Regions from separate parts of the Ovis aries genome. Here region 1 is linked to region 2. The links are chromatin contacts, called in public Hi-C maps. All regions are on one chromosome and are shown on one strand. Each heading gives the region's core, a stretch centred on a gene start, on an enhancer-like site or on the middle of the called end of the contact. The rest is flanking DNA. Distances are from core to core; before and after follow the strand shown.

The links. A called contact is a pair of places that touch in the nucleus more often than the background predicts.
Region 1: a Hi-C map of liver shows a contact between it and region 2, with 5 times the contacts expected there. The contact joins the promoter of PTPDC1 here to the enhancer-like site in region 2. A contact is called at or near these places in 14 of 16 Hi-C or Micro-C datasets (blood, hypothalamus, liver and 6 more).

The regions. Positions count from the first base shown.
Region 1 is chr2:27,583,936-27,589,067 of ARS-UI_Ramb_v3.0, reverse strand. PTPDC1 (protein tyrosine phosphatase domain containing 1) reads left to right here and starts at 3,301. Exons shown (of 9, transcript XM_060410827.1): 1 at 3,301-3,683.
Region 2 is chr2:27,409,886-27,414,879 of ARS-UI_Ramb_v3.0, reverse strand. All of the region lies in intron 1 of ZNF169 (zinc finger protein 169), which reads left to right. Among named protein-coding and RNA genes, the nearest start is that of MIRLET7D, 33 kb to the left of the region's middle. Within about 2 kb of position 1,724, at least 39 of the 54 cell types and tissues checked have an H3K27ac peak or open chromatin away from gene starts, as enhancers often do. A contact at or near this core is called in hypothalamus, liver, muscle and 1 more, where this site is marked.

The sequences.
Region 1 (5,132 bases), core at 2,052-4,551, 170 kb before region 2:
AATCTTTTCATGGATCCAAGAGCCTCACCAGCTCTATAGTGCAGATGTTTAAACACTCAACTCCCTATCCCTCATCTTTTGTGTCAAGTGCCCATCCATAGGCTGGGGAAGCAGAAGATGTCTAAATTAAGAATGCCACCAAGAAAACTGCACACAAGATAAAGTAACTCCACCCACCCCCACCCACCTGCCAAAGCAAGGAGACAATGGATGCTACCAGCCATAGCAATCAAACTCCTTAGCATGAATATGTGACCCATCATGATAGGGCACTGCCTAACTGTTCCACGTACTCTCCTATCCCCTATCTCTTCATACCCGGTAGTCAACATGCCTCACCCTCTTTGCCATCTATATACTTTTGTACTACCATTCCTTACACTTGGCTGGTGGTCTCCAGTTCCATTTTCAATACCCCATTAGTCATCAGCTCTTTTAAAAATATATTATTTAGAGCCATCAGTTCTTTAGAAATTCTTCTGTGACAACTCCCTTCCCTCCCTTCCAGGTTGGATGCCTTCTCACCTGTTCCACATCATCCATAGTATCATGATGTGTTCAAATTGTCTGTACTCTTGTCTTTCTCCCCCTTGACTGTGGAATCCCTAAAGGCAGGGATTATCTGACTAATACTTATGCTTAATGGAGCAGCATGTATTCAATAAGCATTAAAGTTTATTGAATGCAAAAAATCAGTCTCATTACTTACTGCTGCTGCTGCTGCCAAGTCGCTTCAGTCGTGTCCGACTCTGTGCAACCCCATAAACGGAAGCCCACCAGGCTCCCCCGTCCCTGGAATTCTCCAGGCAAGAACACTGGAGTGGGTTGCCATTTCCTTCTCCAAGGCATGAAAGTGAAAAGTGAAAGTGAAGTCGCTCAGTCGTGTCCAACTCTTAGCGACCCCATGGACTGCAGCCTATTAGGCTCCTCTGTCCATGGGATTTTCCAGGCAAGAGTACTGGAGTGGGTTGCTAATAAACTCTAATATGGGCACTGTTCTCCCCTGGACAGTGTTGAGAAGTACCAAGTTCAACTTTTTCAGTTCTCTTTTAGCTTCAACTGTTTATCAAAAGCATTTGTTTGTACAACATTACTATACTGGTGTTTTGACATAACTATAGTTTTACACTGGTATATTACCTGATGCCTGCTTCCTGCACTTATAGGGGAGTGGCCTTACTCTCATTTTGTTTGATTCTAGTCAGCTTTAGACAGAGTAGAGTGGTCCTTCTTGACTTAGTACGTGAAATTATATTCCTGAGGCCCATATGCTTGTAAAATACTGTGTAGCAGCTCAGTAGTATATCTATACCATTTGGTATACCTATGGTTTGTCACTATTATCTTTCAGTGTTCATGTGCATGAGAGGGCTAGTAATGCCTGCCCACCTTGCAGAATTGTTGTGCATTTAAGAGGAAAATATATGTAAAGCATTTAGCACAGAGTCAGCCACAGAGTTTATATTTGCCTAGTAAGTTGTTCAGCACACCCAGAGGAAGGAATTATTTCTACTGAGTTGTGTGGTACAGGACCACTTGCAAGTGTTTATAAAAAGAGGTTGTAGTTGTTCATCCAAAGGCATTCTTCCTTCCTTTTTTGGAAGGGAATTTTATTGAGGACAGAAATATGCTTAGAGTACCAGGCAAGGCCATGTTACTAAGTTCAAATCTGTAAGATGTAGATAGAAGTTCTTGGGTGGCGCTTCTGGAAGAATCCTTTCTAAAAGAGATTTTTTTTTAATCTGACAAATACTCAAGTCTGAATACTAGTTTCTTAGTCAAGTAACATTGGTGTTTCATTTTGCAAAACAGTGACTAGTTAAGCTCACAACTCAAACTGTATTTGTTTAGAACAAATGGCAATGCCGTATCATATCATTCAACTTAATAGTCCAAATGCCTTTTCAGACAATCATCATAGAATTTTAAAGATACATATATCTCAAGGGTCAACTTTTGATAGAGTTAATAATTGTTACTGTGAAACTTTTTTTTTTCTTTTTCTGCAAAGAGTAGTGGTGAAGAATACAATGACTGCTAGTTCAAACTAAAATAAACTAAGGTGATGTCTGAAGCTACAACCATTTTGGCCCAAACTTGGGGATAGAAGCCAACAGTAAGGATAGAGTGGAGTTTGCATTCCTGGGGTACCAACCTAACACCTTCTGAGAGAGGGGGAAAAAGCCTAAGGGTTTAGGATGTTGAAAGTTAGGCATGCAGGCAAACCCATCCTTCCATCTGTTAACGGAACTAGTGTGAGGCTGACTGCTCGGCCTTGATCTAATCCCAGTATTCCCGCCCTTGGGAACATCTGGGACTAGCTGGAGGCTAGGTAGCCAGACTGCAGCCATGAAATTAAAAGATGCTTACTCCTTGGAAGAAAAGTTATGACCAACCTAGATAGCATATTCAAAAGCAGAGACATTACTTTGCCAACTAAGGTCCGTCTAGTCAAGGCTATGGTTTTTCCTGTGGTCATGTATGGATGTGAGAGTTGGACTGTGAAGAAAGCTGAGCGCCAAAGAATTGATGCTTTTGAACTGTGGTGTTGGAGAAGACTCTTGAGAGTTCCTTGCACTGCAAGGAGACCCAACCAGTCCATTCTGAAGGAGATCAGCCCTGGGATTTCTTTGGAGGGAATGATGTTGAAGCTGAAACTCCAGTACTTTGGGCACCTCATGCGAAGAGTTGACTCATTGGAAAAGATTCTGATGCGGAGAGAGATTGGGGACAGGAGGAGAAGGGGACGACAGAGGATGAGATGGCTGGATGGCATCACCAACTCGATGGACATGAGTCTGAGTGACCTCCGGGAGTTGGTGATGGACAGGGAGGCCTGGCGTGCTGCGATTCATGGGGTCGCAAAGAGTTGGACACGACTGAGCGACTGAACTGAACTGAACTGAACTGAACTGAACTGCGGTAGCCAGTAAGACTGGGGCTGGACTAGGATGACAACGGAGGAAAAAAAAAGGAAAAACAGGCTCTCGGTCCAGGGCTGAGAGGCTGGCCAAACCCCATTCTGTGTCAGCCCTCGTCCCAAGTACTCCTTTCCCTTTTTTCTTCTACTGGTGTAGTCCGGGGAAAGCAGGGGGAGTCAAAACTGGACTTCGGCTACCCTCAGTCCTGCAGAACTGACCCCGAAACCACCCAACAGCGTCAGCTGAGCAGGCACTTAGCACGCCGCAGCCCCCTCAGCCCACTTTGAAAGCTCCCAGAGCCACCAGTCGCGTCACGGGCCATCTCAAGCTGCCATTGGCCCGCGCGCGTCACGTGCAGCAGCGCGCGGCGGCGATTGGTGCAGTGTGAGGCAGCGGGGACGCGCCGGGGATCGCGGAGGGAGCTTTGCCTCAGCCCCTAGAGCCCAGCGGCGGTGAATGGACCGCTAGGCGGGCGCGGCCTGGTCAGTCAGACGGGACTGTGAGGGGCGGTAGTATTGCTTGCCCTGCTGGGCAGCGGCGGGGCCTCTGGACACCTCGGCGAAGCACGGCCTGTGGGGTTCAGTTAGGGCTGGGGCGGAGGTCAGCCGGCGGACGGGGGGCAAGTCGGGCGGGGAAGGCAGTAAAGCCGACCCGCCCGCCGCTACGAGGGCTACGGATGAGAAGCCGCGGGAGAGGCGCGCGATCTGCTGTTAGCTGCGCCGGCGATTCCAGCTGCATGTTAAACGTCTGAATCCTCACGTGGTGAGTGCTGGCGGGCACCTCAGTGAGGGGGACTGGCCTGGGTATCGGGGCTGCAGGGCCCGGTTGCGAGGGGCCTCTCTCAGCCCCGCCCAGGACCCGACATCCTTCTGTAGGAGCTCTGGATTTTTAAATATCAGTAACTAATTAAAAGTAAATGAGTAAACTGAGGGGGAGGGCGGATGGGCCGGTTCCAGACCATCGGTTTGTGGCCAATGTAGACTAGATCCTGCTCCTAATTTGTGGTGTGACCTTGACCAAGTCACCTCTCTCGAGGATGGACTTTCTCAACGTGGATGATGGTGCTCATATTTTTGAGGGGAAAAAGATCTCAGACAATACAATGGCTTGTGGCTTTCCAGAGGGCCACAAAACTTAAGTACTGTCTGTCTCGGACTGGGGAATTAGAAGAGAAAATGCTTAGAAAGGCTCCTGGGAGGAGAGGGGGTAGATGAGAAAAAGGTGAGAAATCCTGCTTTAAGGGAAGAGATAAAGAGACGTTCTTGTGATAGTTATATACATTAGAGGATTAAAGCAAACGAGTTGGAAGAACTTGAAAGGTCGTCTATTAGAAAAGTTTTGTGACGCCTCACATGTACATACACACAGTTTTACTTGGCCTCCAAAACAGACTGTCATTCCACCTTCTATAATGAGAAAATTGAGGATCCAAGGGTTTGGGTGACATGCTACAGTCAGAGCTATTAAATGAAGAACTGGAATTTAAACCCAAGCCTCTGTGGCCCCAAACCCATTCATCATGTTGCCTCTCAGCCTCTGTTCCAGTTATGTCCCAACCAAGAATTCTACTTTGTGACTTAAAATATGAATATTCCCAGCCTGCCACACCCAAGAAACATCAGTTCAGTATCTGGGACCTAGCCTGGTAATCTGCATATTAACTATTACTAGGTGGTTCCATTTTGGTGATCCAAGGGACCATTTGGAGAAAAACTACTCTATAAATTTCCCACCCAGCCCCCACATCCTCTTTGGGTGTACCCTAGGGATTCAAAAGAGCAGAGATTACATCTTCTCTTCCAAAGAGGTGGCCAACCAAGCTTTGGGAGAAGCCAAGGTTTATGAGCTAGCACCTTGCACAGCTCTCAGTTTGAGAAAGTGCTGGCAATTTTGGTTTTCTTTCTTCCTTCCTCCCTCCCTCTTCCTTCCTTCCTTTCTCCTCCCCCTTTTCTCTCCCCTCTTTTTTGTACACCTTCCTTTGTTGCTACTCTGATACTCCTAAGAAAATGGCTCAAGGCATTTATTTTAAAGTCCATATTAAAATTTAAAACACCATAAAAAAGGTTTAAAAACCACAATTCATTCATAATGCTTCCAGTCTGTAAGTTTGCATGTTCTGTTGTATTGTTCTACTATTAATTATAACAGTCTCCCTCTTGTTAATCATATAGATTGTTCAAGTTCACACAATTTAGAAAATTCGTCTAGGAG
Region 2 (4,994 bases), core at 475-2,974:
GCTTATAGGATTCATGTAAAAATGAAAGTGACTTTAAGATTTCTGAAACATATTTTACATACTTCTCTCCTAAATTTAACATAAAGATTTTCTCAATCAAGCATTTTGGCTTAATTTTGCCCCTGTCATTGAGGCAAAAATCCTTGTGAGTACTTTGATTCCTCACCATGTGAATATGATTTCCACTCTGTTTGGCAGGTACAGGCACTATTCCTGGCCTTATGTATGCTCAGACACTTTCCACTAATCTTTTTCAGTTTCTTTCCTGGGAGTTGCACCACTGCATGTTGGTAGGCACTCAACTGATACTTGAGGAAGAAGTTCCTCCACTCTGATTTCCCTTTTCTGTCCTGTGACCTGAAATTTCTTAAGGCTCACCTGGCTCCTTACCCGTTTCTCAGGGTCCATTGCTCTTCATTGTCTTATGTCCAATGTCTTCAAAGTCATTTCACATTTTTCATTCTTTTTAAGGTTGTTTTAGGCAAGAAGTTAAATCTGGTTCCCATTACTTCATTTTGAGTATTGAGTAAATAACAAGTTATTTGAAAACATTTTTGTCAAATTTCTAGAAAAAGAGTATGTCTGTTTATAAATACTTCAAAATGTTTTTAAGCTTCCTACTCTGTTACATCTAATCAGGAGATTTTTTGTATTAGTAAAATAATTTTAATTTTAGTTAAAGCTTTAAATGTCTTCAAGCTTAGTTTTTCTTCGTTTTCTTCTAATCATTATTATTATTAATAAACCAGAATTTTCCTGTTTAAAAAAGGAAAAATGCCAAGACTTTTGGCATATTTTAGAAGTACATTCATTACACGCTGTTATTAAACTATAAAGACATTCGGTCGAATCTGTAGTATGAAGGACAGGTACACATCCAGGTGACTAAAAACTAACGGGACCCTTCGTTTAAAAAAACAAAGGAAGATTTTAGTGCTCACTTGAACAACCCTTCTGATATACCTGAAAGTCACTTTGACTTTAATTGTGCTAAATCGCTTCAGTCAGGCGAACTCTGTGCCACCCTGTGGACTGCAGCCCGCCAGGCTCCTGTCCATGGAATTCTCCAGGCAAGAATACTGGAGTGGGTTGCCCCGTGCCCTTCTCCAGGGAATCTTCCCAACCTAGGGATGAAACGCACGCCTTTTACATCTAACCTGCACTGACAGAGGGTTCTTTACCACTAGCGCCACCTGGGAAACCCCATGAAGATGGAGGTGCCAGGGATTGAAACAGGGATCTCATAAATGCGAAACACACACTCCACCACAAATCCACCAACCACCACCTCACATCTTGTCTACTCTGTAGACTTGTGTGCTGTGCTAAGTCGCTCAGTCGTGTCCGACTCTTTGCGACCCCATGGACTGTGGCGCGCCAGGCTCCTCAGTCTACGTCGATTCTCCAGACCAGAATACTGGAGTGGGATGCCATGCCCTTTTCCAGGGGAACTTTCCAACCCAGGAATCGAACTTCCGAACCCAGGTCTCCCGCATTGCAGGCGGATTCTTTACCGCCTGAGCCACCAGGGAAGCTCTTGTCTAGTTTTTCACAATTTCTCCTAGGGCCCAAGTGACTGTAATTTTGAAACTTGAGCGAGAGAGTACTACAGTTAAAGAGCCAGGTCCAGTTGGGAGGCATGCCCTTGCCCTTGGGCATTGTGGGTAGTGTAGTCCCGAGCCCCTAGCTCACTGAGCGCAGTCTTGAGCTCTGAAGAGTTTAAGGTGGTGCCATCTTGCGGCCCGGGGCACTTTGGGAATTGTAGTCCCCGCCCCGAGGTGTTGTGGGTAGCGTAGTTCCGAGCCGCCCTGTCGTATTTTTGGATGTGGTGACAGTCTTTCAGCGCTTTTGGTGAGCTATCCCGCCTCTGGCTGCTGAGTCCGAGGGATAGAGGCTCCGGAAAGCCGGGAGAGGGTGGGCGCCCTGGTTTGGTACGCCCTGTCCGCGGGTTCTTCGAGGTTTGATCCGCCCCCTCCCCCCCCACCACGGGGTCAGGCGCGGTCCACTTCGGAGGAGCTGTTGGCAGAGGTCTCGGGTCGCTCAGTGTGCAGCGGTGCTGGGTACTCAGTGCCCTTCCTGAGGGGTCGAAACTGGTGCGGGTGGCTTGGTGGACACAAGTAACCTTTGGCCGGAGCAGACGTCCCCATTGCTGAGCGCGTGCCTTGGACATTCTTCCTTGGTGTTAACTGGGGGAGCGCGGCTGGATGATTCCTACCTGGCAATGGAGGCGCTGCTTGGCCCCAAGGACCTAGGTTTTGCTGGGAGGACTCGCGTGGGGCAGACACTCAGACTTACCTTGACTGACGATGGTGATGGGGGCAACTTGGTTCAGCGGCCTCGGGCCCCACGAGCTCTTGAGGGAGTTGGAAGGGCCTGGTGGGAGTCAGACGCCCCGCGTTTGCGTCGGGTACCCTTGTGCTCACATCTGCGACTCCTCCCGAAGTTGTCTGACTCCTCCTCTGGTGCTCTTCCAGCAGCGTGGAGTGGAGCCCACAGGGCGGGAAACTTTGTTCAAGCCGTAGGGGACTGGTGGGCTGACTCCCTGAATTACTGGGAATGAGAGAGTGAGAAGAGGGTGGTAAGACGTCCAGACTTAAGTTTTATTTTAAATTTTGCTGTATGAAAACATTGTAAACACGCAAGGAAGTAGCTGTGAGGTCTCCTGCATTCCTCACACAGATTCATCACTTCTCAACGCGAGCCCTGTTCTTTCTCCCACAAATCTGCAACCTCAGGTGTATATCTCTTTGGGCATTTCTTCTCCCTGGGGACATATGTCAGGCCTTTTGTGGGAGCCCTGGCCTCCATAGGGAGAGTTCACATACAGGTCTGCCTGTATGTGAGTGTCCTTGGGCAAAGTACTGAATCTCCTGGAGCTGTTGGGAGTGTGGAAAGAGGTATAACAGGGGTCTCATACGTGTTAATGTACTGTTCATTTATGTTTTTAATAACCTTTATAGGCACATAGAAGATTAACATCATGCTGGATTATCAGCATAACATTCAGTTCAGTTCAGGCACTCAGTCGTATCTGACTCTTTGCAACACTCAGTCCGGTCTGACTCTTTGTGACCCCATGAATCACAGCACGCCAGGCCTCCCTGTCCATCACCAACTTCCAGAGTTCACTCAAATTCACGTCCATCGAGTCGGTGATGCCATCCAGCCAATTCATCTTCTATCGTCCCCTTTTCCTCCTGCCCCCAATCCCTCCCAGCATCAGGGTCTTTTCCAATGAGTCAACTCTTTGCATGAGGTGGCCAAAGTGTTGGAGTTTAAACTTCAGCATCAGTCCTTCCAATGAACACCCAGGACTGATCTCCTTTAGGATGGACTGGTTCAATCTCCTTGCAGTTCAAGGGACTCTGAAGAGTCTTCTCCAACACCACAGTTCAAAAGCATCAATTCTTCGGTGCTCAACTTTCTTCACAGTAGAACTCTCAACTCCATACATGACCACTGGAAAAACCGTAGCCTTGACTAGATGGACCTTTGTTGGCAAAGTAATATCTCTATTTTTTAATATGCTACCTAGGTTGGTCATAACTTTCCTTCCAGGGAGTAAGCGTCTTTTAATTTCCTGGCTGCAGTCACCATCTGCAGTGATTTGGGAGCCCCCAAAAATAAAGTCTGACACTGTTTCCACTGTTTCCCCATCTATTTCCCATGAAGTGATGGGACCAGATGCCATGATCTTCGTTTTCTGAAAGTTGAGCTTTAGGCCAACTTTTTCACTCTTCTCTTTCACTTTCATCAAGACCATACACAAAGATAAACTTGAAATGGATCAAAGATCTAAAGGTAAGACCAAAAACTATAAAGCTCTAAAGGGAAAACATAGGCAGAACACTCTCTGACATAAATCACAGCAAGATCCTCCATGACCCACCTTCTAGAGTAATGGAAGTTAAAAGAAAAAATAAACAAGTGGGGCCTAATTAAACTTAAAAGCTTTTTACAGCAAAGGAAACAATAAATAAGATGAGAAGACAACCGTCAGAATGGGAGAAAATAACTGCAAATGAAGTAATTGACAGAGGATTAATCTCCAAAATCTATAAGCAGCTCAAACAACTCAATATCAGAAAAGCAAACAGCCCAATCAGATAGTGGGCAGAAGACCTAAACAGACATTTCTCCAAAGAGGACAAACAGGTGGCTAATAAACACATGGAAAGATGCTCAACATCCCTCATTATTAGAGAAATGTAAATCAAAACTACGATGAGGTATCATCTCACACTGGTCATCAAAAAAATCTGCAGTCAATAAATGCTGGAGAGGATGTGGAGAAAAAGGAGCTCTCTTGTACTGTTGGTAGGAATATAAATTGATATAGCCACTATGGAGAACAATATGGAATTCCTTAAAAACTAGGAATGAAATTACCATATGACCCAACAATCCCACTTTGGGACACACAGTGTGAGAAAACCATAGTTGAAGAAGACACATGTACCCCAATGTTATTACAGCACTATTTACAGTAGCTTGGACATGGAAGCAAAGTATATGTCCGTTGACAGATGAATGGATAATGAAGTTGTGGTACATATATACAATGGAATATTACTCAACCATATAAAGAAACACATTTGAGTCAGTTCTAATGAGGTGGTTGAACCTTGAGCCTATTATACAGAGTGAAGTAAGTCAGAAAGAGAAAAACAAATTCATATATTAATGTGTATATATGAAATCTAGAAAGATGGCACTGATGTACCTGTTTGCAGGGCAGCAGTGGAGACACAGACATGAAGAACAGACTTGTGGACAGAGTTGGGGAAGGAGAGGGTGGGGCAAATTGAGAGAGTAGCACTGAGACATGCACATTACCATATATAAAATAGATACCCAGTGAGAGTTTGCTGTGTGACTCATCAAGCTCAAACATAATCTGTGACAACCTAAAAGGATGGGATGGGGTGGGATGTGGGAGGAGGTTCAAGAGAGAGGGGACATATATATACCTATGGCTGATTCATGTTGATGTA